2 separate regions of the Callithrix jacchus genome follow, and region 2 is linked to region 1. A link is a contact called in public Hi-C data. All regions are on one chromosome and are shown on one strand. The core of a region is the stretch at or near the end of the contact, and the rest is flanking DNA. Distances in the headings are between cores, read along the strand shown.

Evidence for each region. Hi-C and Micro-C count contacts between places; a contact is called where the count stands out from the background.
Region 2: a contact with region 1 is called in a Hi-C map of skeletal muscle, with 2.3 times the contacts expected there. The contact joins the enhancer-like site here to the promoter of CDK6 in region 1. A contact is called at or near these places in 2 of 3 Hi-C or Micro-C datasets (induced pluripotent stem cells and skeletal muscle).

The regions. Positions count from the first base shown.
Region 1 is chr11:56,783,822-56,790,249 of calJac240_pri, forward strand. CDK6 (cyclin dependent kinase 6) reads left to right here and starts at 2,541. Exons shown (of 8, transcript XM_009002454.5): 1 at 2,541-2,632; 2 at 5,423-6,027. The coding sequence starts at 5,795. LOC144578366 (a long non-coding RNA gene) reads right to left here. Exons shown (of 5, transcript XR_013523946.1): 2 at 2,547-6,207.
Region 2 is chr11:56,920,742-56,927,169 of calJac240_pri, forward strand. The region is part of intron 4 of CDK6 (cyclin dependent kinase 6); the gene reads left to right. Among named protein-coding and RNA genes, the nearest start is that of FAM133B, 110 kb to the right of the region's middle. Within about 2 kb of position 3,785, at least 11 of the 16 cell types and tissues checked have an H3K27ac peak or open chromatin away from gene starts, as enhancers often do. A contact at or near this core is called in skeletal muscle, where this site is marked.

The sequences.
Region 1 (6,428 bases), core at 1,291-3,790:
ATATACAAATGCTCACACATGAAACACATTCCTTATGTGACACTAATAAGTCTTTCAGTGTAAGTTACACCACCATATTTGGAAATAAGTCCATGAATTCTAATTTTTAAATACCTGTAAGATGATTTGCAACTTTAGAATATCTGATATGTGGTGTGAAAATACTGGTTGGAGTCATTATTCTAGAGTCCTATATATTCATTCTCATAAGACTCCTAAACAAAGAAGTTGGAATTTGGTTCACAGTTCATAAACTTTGAACAAATTTTGTTATGATAACCTGTTACCCACAACAGAAGTTATCCATAAACAAAAATAATCTGGTATTTACTAATTTTATACAATCAATTGTAAAACTTCCTTGGGTCTGAAGCTTTAACCAACTGGGATTTAATGTGAACCATAACCAGGAAGAGTGAACAATAATAAATTAACACAGAAGATAGCAATAACAGGAAAAAAGGACAGAGAGTTAACACTCAGTATTAACATATGTAATTAAAGTTTCATTGTTTTTTACATTGCCCACATCTTCTAGTAACCTAAATCATGGAATTTCTGATCTAACAATGGTTGTTGTCAAATTCAGAAATTAAAAATTCAACCCAGTGTGGAAAAGACACTTCTCTGTTAATTTCAAAGATATTTGTAGCTATTTTTTAAATAAATGATTTATTCAAATAAATTCTAGTCATGATGTGCTGGTTCCTATTTACTGGCGATTATTTCTGGATTATATAAACATGTTAATTACCAGCAAGTGAATCTTGTTTTAAAAAGTAAATAAGTGTGAACAAGTACCAAAATGGAGGATACCCATTTGTGTCTCTGGCTTAAAGTCTAATTAGTGATTTGTAGTCATCTAATATTTTATGTAAATATAAAATCTAATGATTTGCTTTCTTCAATTTATAAGGTATGTGAGATTATAAATAGCTTTACATATGCTCTTAACACAAAATGTATTTTATGAATTATCTTAAGCTTAAAGACATACAATTTTTCACCTTTATTTTTTAGAAAAAATGTATTATAATGCATTGCAAAATATGTGCTACTGGAAATGCATCAATTTTTATTTCCCTAGCCTCACCTCACATTGTAATATAGAATCAATTTTATAAAGGCAAAATTTTGATTTACTGTGAGATTAATAACATGGTTTTAAAGTCAAAAGATTTATAGAAGTAGTATTTCCAACTAAAACAGAATTTTGCAGGGTTTTAATTTTTCTACAAAGAACTGAAGTAAATAATTTTGTGAAAAGTTTTGCTTTTAGATGTTTTAAAGGGTTTCAAGTATTCTACAGATACAGATTTTGGAGAACACTAAATTCTTTCCAAAAAGACAGCTATTTCAAGTTTTCTTTTACTCCATTGTAGAAAGTTTTAAAGACTTTTTTTTTGTCCAAAATCTCATTTTCATCTAAAATAATTGTATTCAAGGGTTTCTCAGCAGGTAAAGTATACATTCTTACCAGGTTTCAAATTTCAGAATTCCAATAATGCATTTAAACTGAGCACCCCTCTTTGTGTGTATGTATCTACTATCTGCAGTTCTATTATTTGCACTACATTTTAGTCTTTTTAGCTCCTCTGAAATACGTTAGTGAACCCTCAGCAGTTACTGACCACTTAATAATTGTGAACCCGCCAGCCCCTTCAAGTAGATCGTTAACCATAAGAGTGCCTGATAATTTCCAAACCATATCCTCTAAAAGGAAAATATAGGGCTTTGTGAGGCCGAAAGGAAGCGAAGGAAAACAAAACAAATGTAGCTCATGCTGAAAGTGAAAAGTGCTTGGACAGATTAGTATTTCTTTTCTGCAAGGCATCCTGCCAAACTTTTTTTTTTTTAATAGAGAAGAGTTAATTTTTGGTCTGATTTTTCAGTTTCTTGTAAAGTATTGGTATTTTCCACCCCCATCGGCCCCTCATAATTATTGTTGGTTGTTTTCTGTTTTTCCCATCCGTCCACGTCACACAGTGAGGATAACCCCCACTTCACCCTGTCAAAACCCCAACTCTTGGAGACCCTGGGTTTGGAAACTCCGCCGACTCCCGACACGTCCCCACTCTCTCCCACTAACGCAGCTTATTTTAGTAGCGGGATCCCCCTACTCCAGTTTCAGTGAAAGCCGGAAATTTTCATTTAACTCCCCCGCCTCCGCCCCGCGCCCTTCTAGCCCCCGACGCGTAGACCGGAGCTGGGGAGCCTGGAGCTCAGAGCCCTGCCGGGGCTCGGCCGCCTCCCCTTTCTCCGGAAAGCTTTAATTTGCACACCAGCTTGCCTCTGCGCCAGGAGCCCCCAGCCCCGCCGAGGGGTGGCTCTCTGGCAGAGCTGCCTTCGTGGGTCCCCGCCTCCCCCGCGCGGTCTCCCACGCTGCCTCCCCGGCTGGGGCCCCCAGCGCCGGCCGGATCCCCGCGGCCCCGTCCGCCCCCAGCGAGTCGCGCGGGCGGCGCCCTCCGCCGTCCCTCCGCCCTCTGCCGCTGTGCCCACCCCCTCGCCGGAGAGTGCTGGTAACTCCTTCCCCAGAGTCTGATTACCTGCTCCGCCAGGCCGTGGACACGTGCGGAGAGCCGACTGACACTCGCAGCCTCCTCAGGAGGCCCGACGCGACTGGGCCCCTCAGGTGAGGAGCCGTGCGCTCGGGTGGGTGGGCTGCGGGGTGGGGGGTCCCGGGGGAGATCTGAGAGATTGGCCCGGGTCCGAGGCATAACTGTGGGTGGGGGTAAGTGGAGCGTGGCGGGGTGGGGTGGGGTGGGGGGGGACCCGTGTTTCCCTGGAATCGGCTTTGGTTAACCCCTTACAAACTGAGACGGGGTTGGTTACGGGGGCCAGTTTTGGGGAGCTAGAGGAATCTCCTGATGAGAGGGGAGATCCCATGCTAGGGACACCCACGACACCGAGATCCTGCTTCCACGTATCCATGCGCACACACACCCACGCAGAACACTCCCCATCCAGTTTCTCCAACGGAACTGGAACTCGACTCGGACACTCACATAATAATTCACATTTAGGGTTTCAAATGCACTGCCTCTGGGGACTCCATGCTGGAAAATGTGCTTCCATCCCCCTATTTCCCCCACCAAAGCTCCCCCTCCAGCTCGCTGAGGTGTGGGTGTGGGCTCCACCTTCCCCTCCACGAGATAAATGTTAACGCAGGCTTCCTGCGGGCGTGTTATGCACAGAAGAGTGCACGCAACCGGCCAGTGCCCAGGCTTGGAGACCCGCGAAGACGCACGTTTGCTTTAGTTTCCAAGTTTACTTTTATACTTTTAAATACTGGAGTTAAACACACGCCCCGCGGTGAGCAACCCTGGTACCGCAGCGCGCCCGACCGTGTGCACATGGGCGCATCTGCGTGTGCGCACACGCGGGAGTCGCGGTCCCCGGTGTGGCCTCTTGTCGCTGTGCTGGTGGCGACCCTTGCGGTGCTTGGCAGGCTTCGGGAGAGGCGCATGAAGGATTTCATTGAGTGTGAAGACAGAGAGCAGAGACAGAAAGCAGAAGGAGGCGGCTGCAGCCTTTGTAGTCGCGGAGGAATGCGGAAATGTTGAAGCACTATGTCAAACTTTTTTGAAATGGGGTCAAGTCACATTCAGCCAGCGTGGGAAAGCAACAACAACAACAAAAAAAAAGTGGAGGAGGGGGGGGGAAAGGCATTGCTGCTCCCGTTTCTATCCGCCGAGGCCGACCTTCTGGGGGGCGAGTAGGGGGAGAGCCGGGGCCGTGCGGGGCCCTGCGGGGGCAGCAGGCACAGTTCCCTGTGGGGGTGGGACGTCCTTCGACGCTTCCTTCGCTGCGGAGCCCGGGGCTAGACTCTAGCGGGAGGGGGATGGGGGAACGGAGGAGAGGCGGGTTGGGCGGCCAGTGGCGGCTCCTCGGCTACCTGTGTGGCCCTCGACCTGGCTCAGACCCCCGGCAGTCCCTGGGGGCTCTTTGCTCGGATTTTAAGTTCTGAATGGAGTGAGTGCCAGAATCTCTGCTCTCGCCGCGGTCCACTCCACCCGCCCACTGTGGGGTCGTGCCGTTTGCTTAAATCCTGGCAAAAGGCAAGCGGGCCAGCAGTTGCGGGCCAGGTAATTCCGAGGTACCCCGGGAATTCTAGACATGCGGCCGGCGTGGCGAAAGTACTGACGAGGCCACGGTGGCCGTGGGGGAGGGAGGCCCCCTGGTCCCAGATAGCTGTTGAGTGGGGAGGAAAGGTTAGGGTACCCTTCTCTGGCGCTTTGTTGTTCACAGGGCTCCGGGGGCGTCTGGCTGCAGACTGGACCTGGCCTTTAGCCGGAGGTGGAATGGGGCAGCCGCCTCCGCTACCTACAGCCGGGAGGTCCTAGGAGTGGGAAGAGGTTCGCGAGTCCGAGCCCCAAAGACACAGACCTTCTCGCTTACCTGGAGGCGCAGGATTTAACCTCCCACCCCCCACCCTTTGAAAGGGAGGTTGAGTTTTGCTCAGGTCGAAATCAGCTTAAAACTTCAGGACCGGGCGCGATTATGCTACCGTCTTCCTGAAGTTATCTTTTAAGGAGACGACAAGCGAAAGTGTGGCGATCCTGTGGGTGACGCCACCCTCGGGATCCTGTGGGTGAGGGGGTCTCCCCTCCCCCAGGGCCTCTCGCTCACCCACCACCGAGTAGCCCCAACCCTCCCAGACCAGATGGCTGGTCTTCCCAAGGTTTCCACCAGGGAGGTCCTCCTCCCAGTCGCAGAGAGAATTTCGTTTCCAACCGGGACTCCTTTACCCCAAAAAGACCATTTGTGTGTGCAAGTCGTTTTTAAATGTCTCCTCGTAGAAAAACTGAAAGTTGAAAGAAAGGAAGCAATTTCTGAGCAGATGTCTGACCACCCCTTCTCGCACACTCCCAGCATCGGGTTACAGGGTCCTGGGAACCCCCACCCGCATTCTGCGGCCCCACACGGATGGACCCACAGTCCTTCCGCTCCAGCTGCGCGCGACCCCTGAAGGTCCTCTGGCACCCCTGGACCCTCTCTCCCTGCACGTTCAGGCCTCAGGAGGTGGGGAGCGTAGCGGCGCAACACAATGATATAGGGATAAATATTAAGCCGTGACATTGACGTGCCCGGCGCCTCCCCTCCCCCGCGCTCCCGGCACACTCTGGGCTGCTCGGCACGCCCCCTCCCGTTCCACTGCGTCCCGCGCCGCGCGCTCATCCCCGAGGGGCCCCTGCAACCTCTCCGCGCGAAGACGGCTTCAGCCCTGCAGGGAAAGAAAAGTAACTTCGCTTTTCTCGGAGGAACCAGGAAGAATTAAGCGGCTTGGGAGAGGGCAGGAGCGCGCGAAGGGTAGCGATGGAGGCTTCGTGAAGGAGGAGGAGGGGAGTCTGGAGGAACCCCGAGGAAGGCTTCTGGGCTGTCTGATTGCACTTTCTTCTTATCCTCCCGTCTCCTCCTTTAGGTGCAATGATTCTGGACTGAGACACGCTCGGACAGATGCTATGTAATCGTCTCTGTCTGTGCTGAGGACTTCGCTTCGGAGAGGAAAGAGGAGGGATCGGCTCGCTTCTACGGCGGCGGCGGTGGCGGCGACTCTGCAGGCGGAGTTTCGCAGCGGCGGCACCAGGGTTGCACCAGCCCCGCGGGGAGTTCGCTCCATCCAGCCTCCGCAGCCTCGAGAGTCCCAGAGCCCAAGCTCCTGAGCCGGCAGGGGGGCAAAAAAAGCAAGACCGAGCTCCCGGGAGCCCCGGAGGAGGCAAGCAGCGGCCGCCAGCTAGTTGAGCGCACCCCCCACCGGTCCCAGCGGCGCCGCGCCAGGCGGCGTCCAGGCGGCATGGAGAAGGACGGCCTGAGCCGCGCGGACCAGCAGTACGAATGCGTAGCGGAGATCGGGGAGGGCGCCTATGGGAAGGTGTTCAAGGCCCGAGACTTGAAGAACGGAGGCCGTTTCGTGGCGTTGAAGCGCGTGCGGGTGCAGACCGGCGAGGAGGGCATGCCGCTCTCCACCATCCGCGAGGTGGCGGTGCTGAGGCACCTGGAGACCTTCGAACACCCCAACGTGGTCAGGTGAGTCCGGGAGCTGCGCCCTAGCCGTCTGGGGCCGCGCGGGCGGAGAGGGCCGAGCCGGGAATCCTCAGGCCCAGGAAGGTTTGGGGCAGAGGGCGACTGGGGAGGTCTGGCATAACCTGTTGATCTTGCAGCGTGAGTTAAGTTTTGGTGACAGAGCCGCGAGCCAGAGCCGGTGACCTTGCCAGACGGGGAGCAGAAAGACAAGTCAGAAAACGTGACGTGCACAGGCTTCCCCACAGCAGTACAACTTAGAAGTGTTTTCTCCCAGCCCGCCCTGAAGGAGGGTCTGGGGTGTGTGTGTGGGAGGGGGGGGGGTGCGTTTTAGGGACAGAATAAGCCAACCCGAGACATGCCCCGCTAGCCCCCGCATGTTTTTCCTGGCCATGCAGTTGGGGAAT
Region 2 (6,428 bases), core at 2,535-5,034, 140 kb after region 1:
AAATAATGTTACTGCCTTTAAGGAGAATTTGGTTTAGTAGAAAAATGTAAATAGTTGAAAGAACTTAACTATGGAGCTTTTAAAAGCCATTCTGATTCCTAGCTATTAGTATATGATGAACCTTTAAAAAGATAAGTTGATTTCTATACATACTAATAGCTAACAGCATCCGCAGTTTAATTATTGACTTAATCAAGGTCGAGGGCAGAGGACTTCTAGTACTTTGGGAACTCCTTGTCACTTTTCATGTCAGCCTTGCTTTATTTAAAAGGGATCCTAAAAAAGTGAAAGCTTTCTGTCTCTCTGACATTTTAACTAATTTATCAGTTGAAATGTATCAGCCCAGTTGAAGTTGACAAGAAGATGATTTATCTTACATACATCAAATTGATTGCAAAAGAAAGATTTCTGTCACTATTTTAAATGCAAAAATAATATGCTTAAAGTAGAGGTATGGGCATACTGTCGTTTCTGGAATTGTCCTCCTCCATGGTCTCTAATGTCCTTTATAATAGTAGCATGCTTATTTCATAAGCCAGAGCCCATATAGGAAAAAGCCTTTTCTTCCCCATGCAAAGGCTTATAACTGAATGAGAAAAAAAATAAATTAATTACATGAATATTAAGAGGTTACTTATCTATTATAACATTGGGCCACAAGTTGACTAATTAAAAGGAATGCAGGTTGGAAAGCTGCCACAAATCTGCTCCTTTCATTTAGAGGGCCACAGGCTGAAGCCAGTGATTGTGCGTGACAGACTCTGGGAACAATGGTGCAGTGCACAGACCGTCCAGATGAAGCATGCTCGTCTGAATTACACCGACGACGGGGTGGCCTACAGGCAAACAAAATGGTTAAACAATACATAATCAAGTTTTTATTTGGTATTTCCTGCGAGGCTGTACCAATTGCCAGGGAGCGTACTGTATTTTTTTCTTCAGCTGTATTAATTGTTGACCATAGCTGGCAGAGCCCCAAACAGGGACAGATAAGGGGGAAAATGGCATCTGGACATTAAAGCCTCAAGTGTGCTGGGGGGAAAAAAAAGCACAAAAAATTACAGCATATATCAGGAATTTTCCAACTAACGATGTGCGGATGTGGTAGCGCGAGGGAAAAAGAGCCAAACTGAGCTTGCTTTGTTCGCTAAGAGAGGCCCCCCTGTAACATTCCTTTTAGCTGTGCATATTTTGGCTTCATTTGTACAGTTTTAACTTTATACTGTGTGTGGAGGAGTTCAGTTGTAACTGGTGGTGCCTAATAATTCTATTGCAATAATTAAAGTTCATGGAGAGCTGTTAGGTTATTAGTTACATAGAAGCTGCTTCAAAAACCGGAGTCAAAGCTGAAAACTTTTTAAGTGACATGTCATTGCTATAAAAGATGGCAAGAAACAGTGCCTTAAAAGCTTTGGGTGGGAGTGAGGGGCCCAGACTGAGAATAGTGAGAATATGGATCCTGTAGCCTATGAATAAAGCATTTTCCACTAGCTTGTAAAACATGAAAATTTGTGATAGCATAATATCTATCATCTGTTACTTTTAGATTCCATTTAAAATGTGAAATTAATATATAAATGTTAGCAAATCTATTGCAGAAACCAGGTATTGCAGCTTCCCAACCTCTGATAGAAGTCATATGTGACTTTTAATTCAGTAATACGAGGAAAAGTCTCCAACTGAACACAGCTTCCTTCTTAAAAGATTGACATGCCTTGGAGTCCCCAATAAAATAGTAATTGTAATGTAAGCCAATTGGTTCGAGCTGTGAAGTATGTTTCCTAGGGGCTTCTTTGCAGTGGTAGAGAGCTGTTTGCATGGTTGTCATGCTCAGTGGTTACACTTGCAGACTCTGGAGTTAGACCTGGGTTTGAATTCTAACTCTGACAAGTGGCTAGTTTGGGACTACTGTAGTTATTAACATGTTTGAATATCAGTATCTTACCTAAAATAGGGGTAAAAAAAAATTCTGTGCCTATCTCGCAAGTTTTTATATTTAAATCACACAAAATTTGTGAAATCCTTAGTGAAGTGCCAGGCATATGGAAGACCCATGATAAACTTTGACTGTTTTTCCTCAGCTATATCTTCTGTTGTGCAGCTCTGGGGTTTCTTTGAGCCTCTCAAAACATTCTTTCTAGTCAGTGTCTGCATTAGAGTGGAATATATTTTCTTAATCACCATTGACTTCTATAATAGATAACAAGGAACAGGTTGTTTGGTCTGTAATGAAAGCCAGGGTGATAGTTATGATTACTATTAAGCATTATTTGAGAAGCTGAAATGTTAATTAAGTGTTTCCAGAAGCACTTATTATGATCCAATTATTAGTCCTAAAAAACAGTTCTCTCAAATATCATCATTCTTCCCGAGATGGACTTCCAGCTACAGTATACACGGACTTTATGACATTAGAGATGGCCGCCTGGTAACATAGAGGCCAGGCTTCATCTCCAAATGTGAAGAGAAAATTCTCTCTCTCTCATTCATGTCTCATATTTGATTGGATGATTTTAGTAAGACTTAAGGACTTTTTTGCATATCAGTTAAATTTTCTGGTGTATGTTGCTTTTCATTTTCTTCTCCAGAAATCTTAACCCTCTTGAAGACAGGAAATGTGTTAGGAGTTCATAGACTCTGAATATTAGAATTGTACAATTTATCACCCCAGAATTCCATATGCTGTCCATTGAATAAAGGGGTGACAATGTTAATGATGATCAATGTTTAAATGGCAAACATCTTTAAATCCACAAAGTTTCTCATAGACCAAAGCATTTGTTCTAGTCCCTGACATATCAACCAGTTTTTTCAAAGTAAATCTTGTGTCCTGAAAACATTTTGAGGCTTAAATAATACCACTCTTGAATATTTTCATTTGAGTAATTTAGTAAAGACTATTTAAAAAATACACATATATGATAAGGTTTTACAGGATCTTTACTTCTGATCATTAAGAGTAAAAGATTATTAATTTTTTCCCAGCAAAACAACAACAGTATGTAATAATAAGCTAAATGTGGTCAGCTTTGATTTCATAAAGGGAAAACTCCTTTTTGATTTCTACAATTGGCATTTTCTCTTCAGCTGCTTTTTAAGTTGGGCTGTTAGCAATTTAGCCTGTCTTTAATTTTAAGCACCATTCTTCTAGTCAGGAGATCCCAATAGGAAGCCTACTCTCAAAGCTTCGCCTCTCATTGGCTAGCTGGGAAAAGAGCATTTCTGCATAAATTGGATGCTTCCTTCTCCCCTGGAGACCAAATATGCTCATGTTTCACAATCCCCTGGTTTGTAACCTTGAGTCCATTGCCTAAAGCTGGAAACTTTCACTTTGTAGAACAGAACACACATCGAAATCCAGATCCAATACCACTGACATGCCCGTGGGTCTGACAGCAGATTGAATACATGCTTCTTTCTTAATCCTGTGTTTCTGAGCTGCTCCAACTGAAATCAGAAACCGATGTGCGTGAGAGAGGTGTCCTTCAAAGAAAGGTATTTCCTTTGTGCAGCTCCAGTGCACACAGAATCCAAGGGGTTAATGTGAAAGCTGCTTTGAAAACAGAGGCGAAGGTCACTGGCGGCAACAGCAAAGACTTTTAAAGCCTGCCGTCCTGAGCCTTTCAGCCTGCCTTCCCCACCCAGGGGATTGTAAACATTGGCTCTCGGCCACCACGTCCCAAAGCACAAAACTTCTCTGTGCTTTCAGCCTATACATTTATGCTTTTTTATGGAAGTTGAAGCAGAGGCGCATTATTGCTGTGAGCCCAGAGAACATGTCTCTGTTCAATGAAAGGGGAGGAATCCTGTCCTGCCAGAATGTGAAAGCATGCAGATACGCTTATTTAGCGGTGCTTCACATGGAACTTAGCTGCTGCTCTTAGTCTGACTTTCTCAAGTCAAAAGAATGTGTAGAATGCTGTCACTTAATCAGGACCCAGAAGAGCTCTTTTATCTGCCATTTGTTGGTAACTTGCAATATTGTCCTTATCTCATTGTCCTTTAGCTTGATCCAGTGCCCTCAGATATGAGAACTGGAAACATGGAAGCACTTATTACCTTGAGCATTGCTTCTTGATTTTTATTATTATTATTATTTTTACTTCAGAGTTCCTTAACCACCAACAAAGAAGCTATGAGGCTTTTCCCCCAAATTTCTGCCTTAGTGCTAGGATCATATTTGTTTGGTAATGTTTAAAAGAAACCAAGATGATCTGTGTATTTACACTGCCATTTATACCTGATTCTTTAAAAGTCTATTATTGGCATAACTTTGTATCATTATAACTTTCACTGATCATTTGCATGAAACAGAATGGAATTTCCAGAGGTATCATGTGTAGCTTACATTTCTCTCTCCCAAACTTTTTAATATGTCATAGGAGGTTAATATCCCTGTGTCTATAAGTAATTTCAGTCTTTTGAGATGATATTTTTTCCTTCAGTAATTTCTAAAGACAAGAATCAGAGATATATTTCAATAGGTAAGAAGAGAAAAATTATACCCCATGTCTTTCCTTTTTGCTGCAGTCTTTATATATACAATTGTCTATTTCAAAGACAGACATTTCTTCTGAAACAGCCACTCTGAGCATATTTTGTAATAAGTTTGGATGCTTACCTAATGAAAGCACAATCAATCACTGCACATTCATGTTTGATCAATGATGCTTGATTCTGAAAAGAACATGAGATAGACAATAGTCCCTCCCATACTACATGACATGCAGACATGACTGTACTCTCACCTGCATTGATAAGTGATATGTGACTTTGCCTTTTGCCACTCAAGCTAAATAACTCTTAAAGTTCTTCACGTCTCTTCTGGAATTCCAGTTTTGCTTTATGGAATCACAAATTATATTGGGCAATTATTAATGTTCTGTCAGTTTTCCTCTTGGTTAAAGTTTGATTTCTGTAAATGTCAGGTTTCTGTGAACAGCATCATTGACCTGGATTTATTGGTACACAGCGTGATGTTCAGATGGTGTCACTGAGCATGTATAATTTATTTATTCTCAATTATAGGATTCTGGAGTTAGAAAGACTTTAGAAATAATTAAATGTAACTTCTGATTTTATAGTTGAGAAAACTAGGGCCCAACGATATAAAAGTACTGTTTTGCAAGATAATAACTGTATAGAGGTTATTTATAACTAATATCCAGAGGTATATCTGGAACAAAAACTCAGGTTTCCAAATCTTAGTCTGGGACTCTGTCTCTTACTCCATCTAATCATGTACCCCTTATACTGTATGGTGTTCACTGATGACTAAAGATGAGACTAAAAATGGCTGATGTTTAGATCACCTTCAGCAAGTAGATGACCACGTAAATGATTATGAGCAGACATTTTGTGCACTGAGCAGGAGGTAACATGAGGTCTTCGTTTTTACTTGTTCCCAAGGGCACCTGGAAGCTGACATTTCAACCATTCAGCTTATCAATTTGCCATATCCCAATTTCACTGTAAATTTATCACAATCTGTAAAATCCCCCTCTTCTCTTGCCTATTTAATGTGTAACAGTGACTTCACATGACGACAGTGAACTCTAGAAAAGATTGATTGCTAAAGCCTTCAATCCAAGTAACACAAAAGAAAAATAATTCTTTTCAACAAGCATCTATTGTATTTACATATACTCATTATGAAAAATTGAAAGATTGCTAAAGTTCATAATGATAAATTAATTAGAATATACCTATATAAACTAGGACACAGGAAAAGTTTAAAACATAAATGAATAAATCAGAAAACAGGTAACAGTAAAATGGAAAAATAAATCTACCAGTTGATCCTGAGAGTTACCTGCTAGATCACACCAGCCCACTTTGTTGCTGGGTAATAGAGCCTTTGAAAGAACTTGTGGCATCCGAAACAGGATCACATAGGGCTGGGAGGGAGTGCTGATCAGGGTTTCCTTGTGAACCCAGCCCATACCCAGTTATTCTCAAGCCTGGGTACTCCCATTTCTTTCTCTGCCTGTATCTCTTTCTCTTAACCCAGGTAAGAAAAACAAATATCTCCTACTTATACTTGTTATAGGTTCACAGGGAAGCAAACGACAGGGAAAATAATATCCTGTCTGTGCAAAACAGACATTCCTATTCTAATTCTCCACTGTGCAGATTGTGTTTATAGTTTCTTTGGTAGGTGAATCAAATATGGTAAAATTACCAAGTGAGAAGGGTACAAGAAGTACCCTGTGAAGAACGAAGATGATAAAATATTATGGGTGAACCAGAGATGAAAGTGAGTAAAAATGCTTGGTTTTCATTGATAAAATTTTTTTCGCTCAATACTCCACACAAGGAAAATCAAAGAAAGGCTTAGTCCTGTGTAGTTCTGTTAAAAAATGAATTTATTGAAATATTCAACAAGGAATTTGTGATCGTAAGGTAGTTATTTTTGTTTTTTGTTTTTT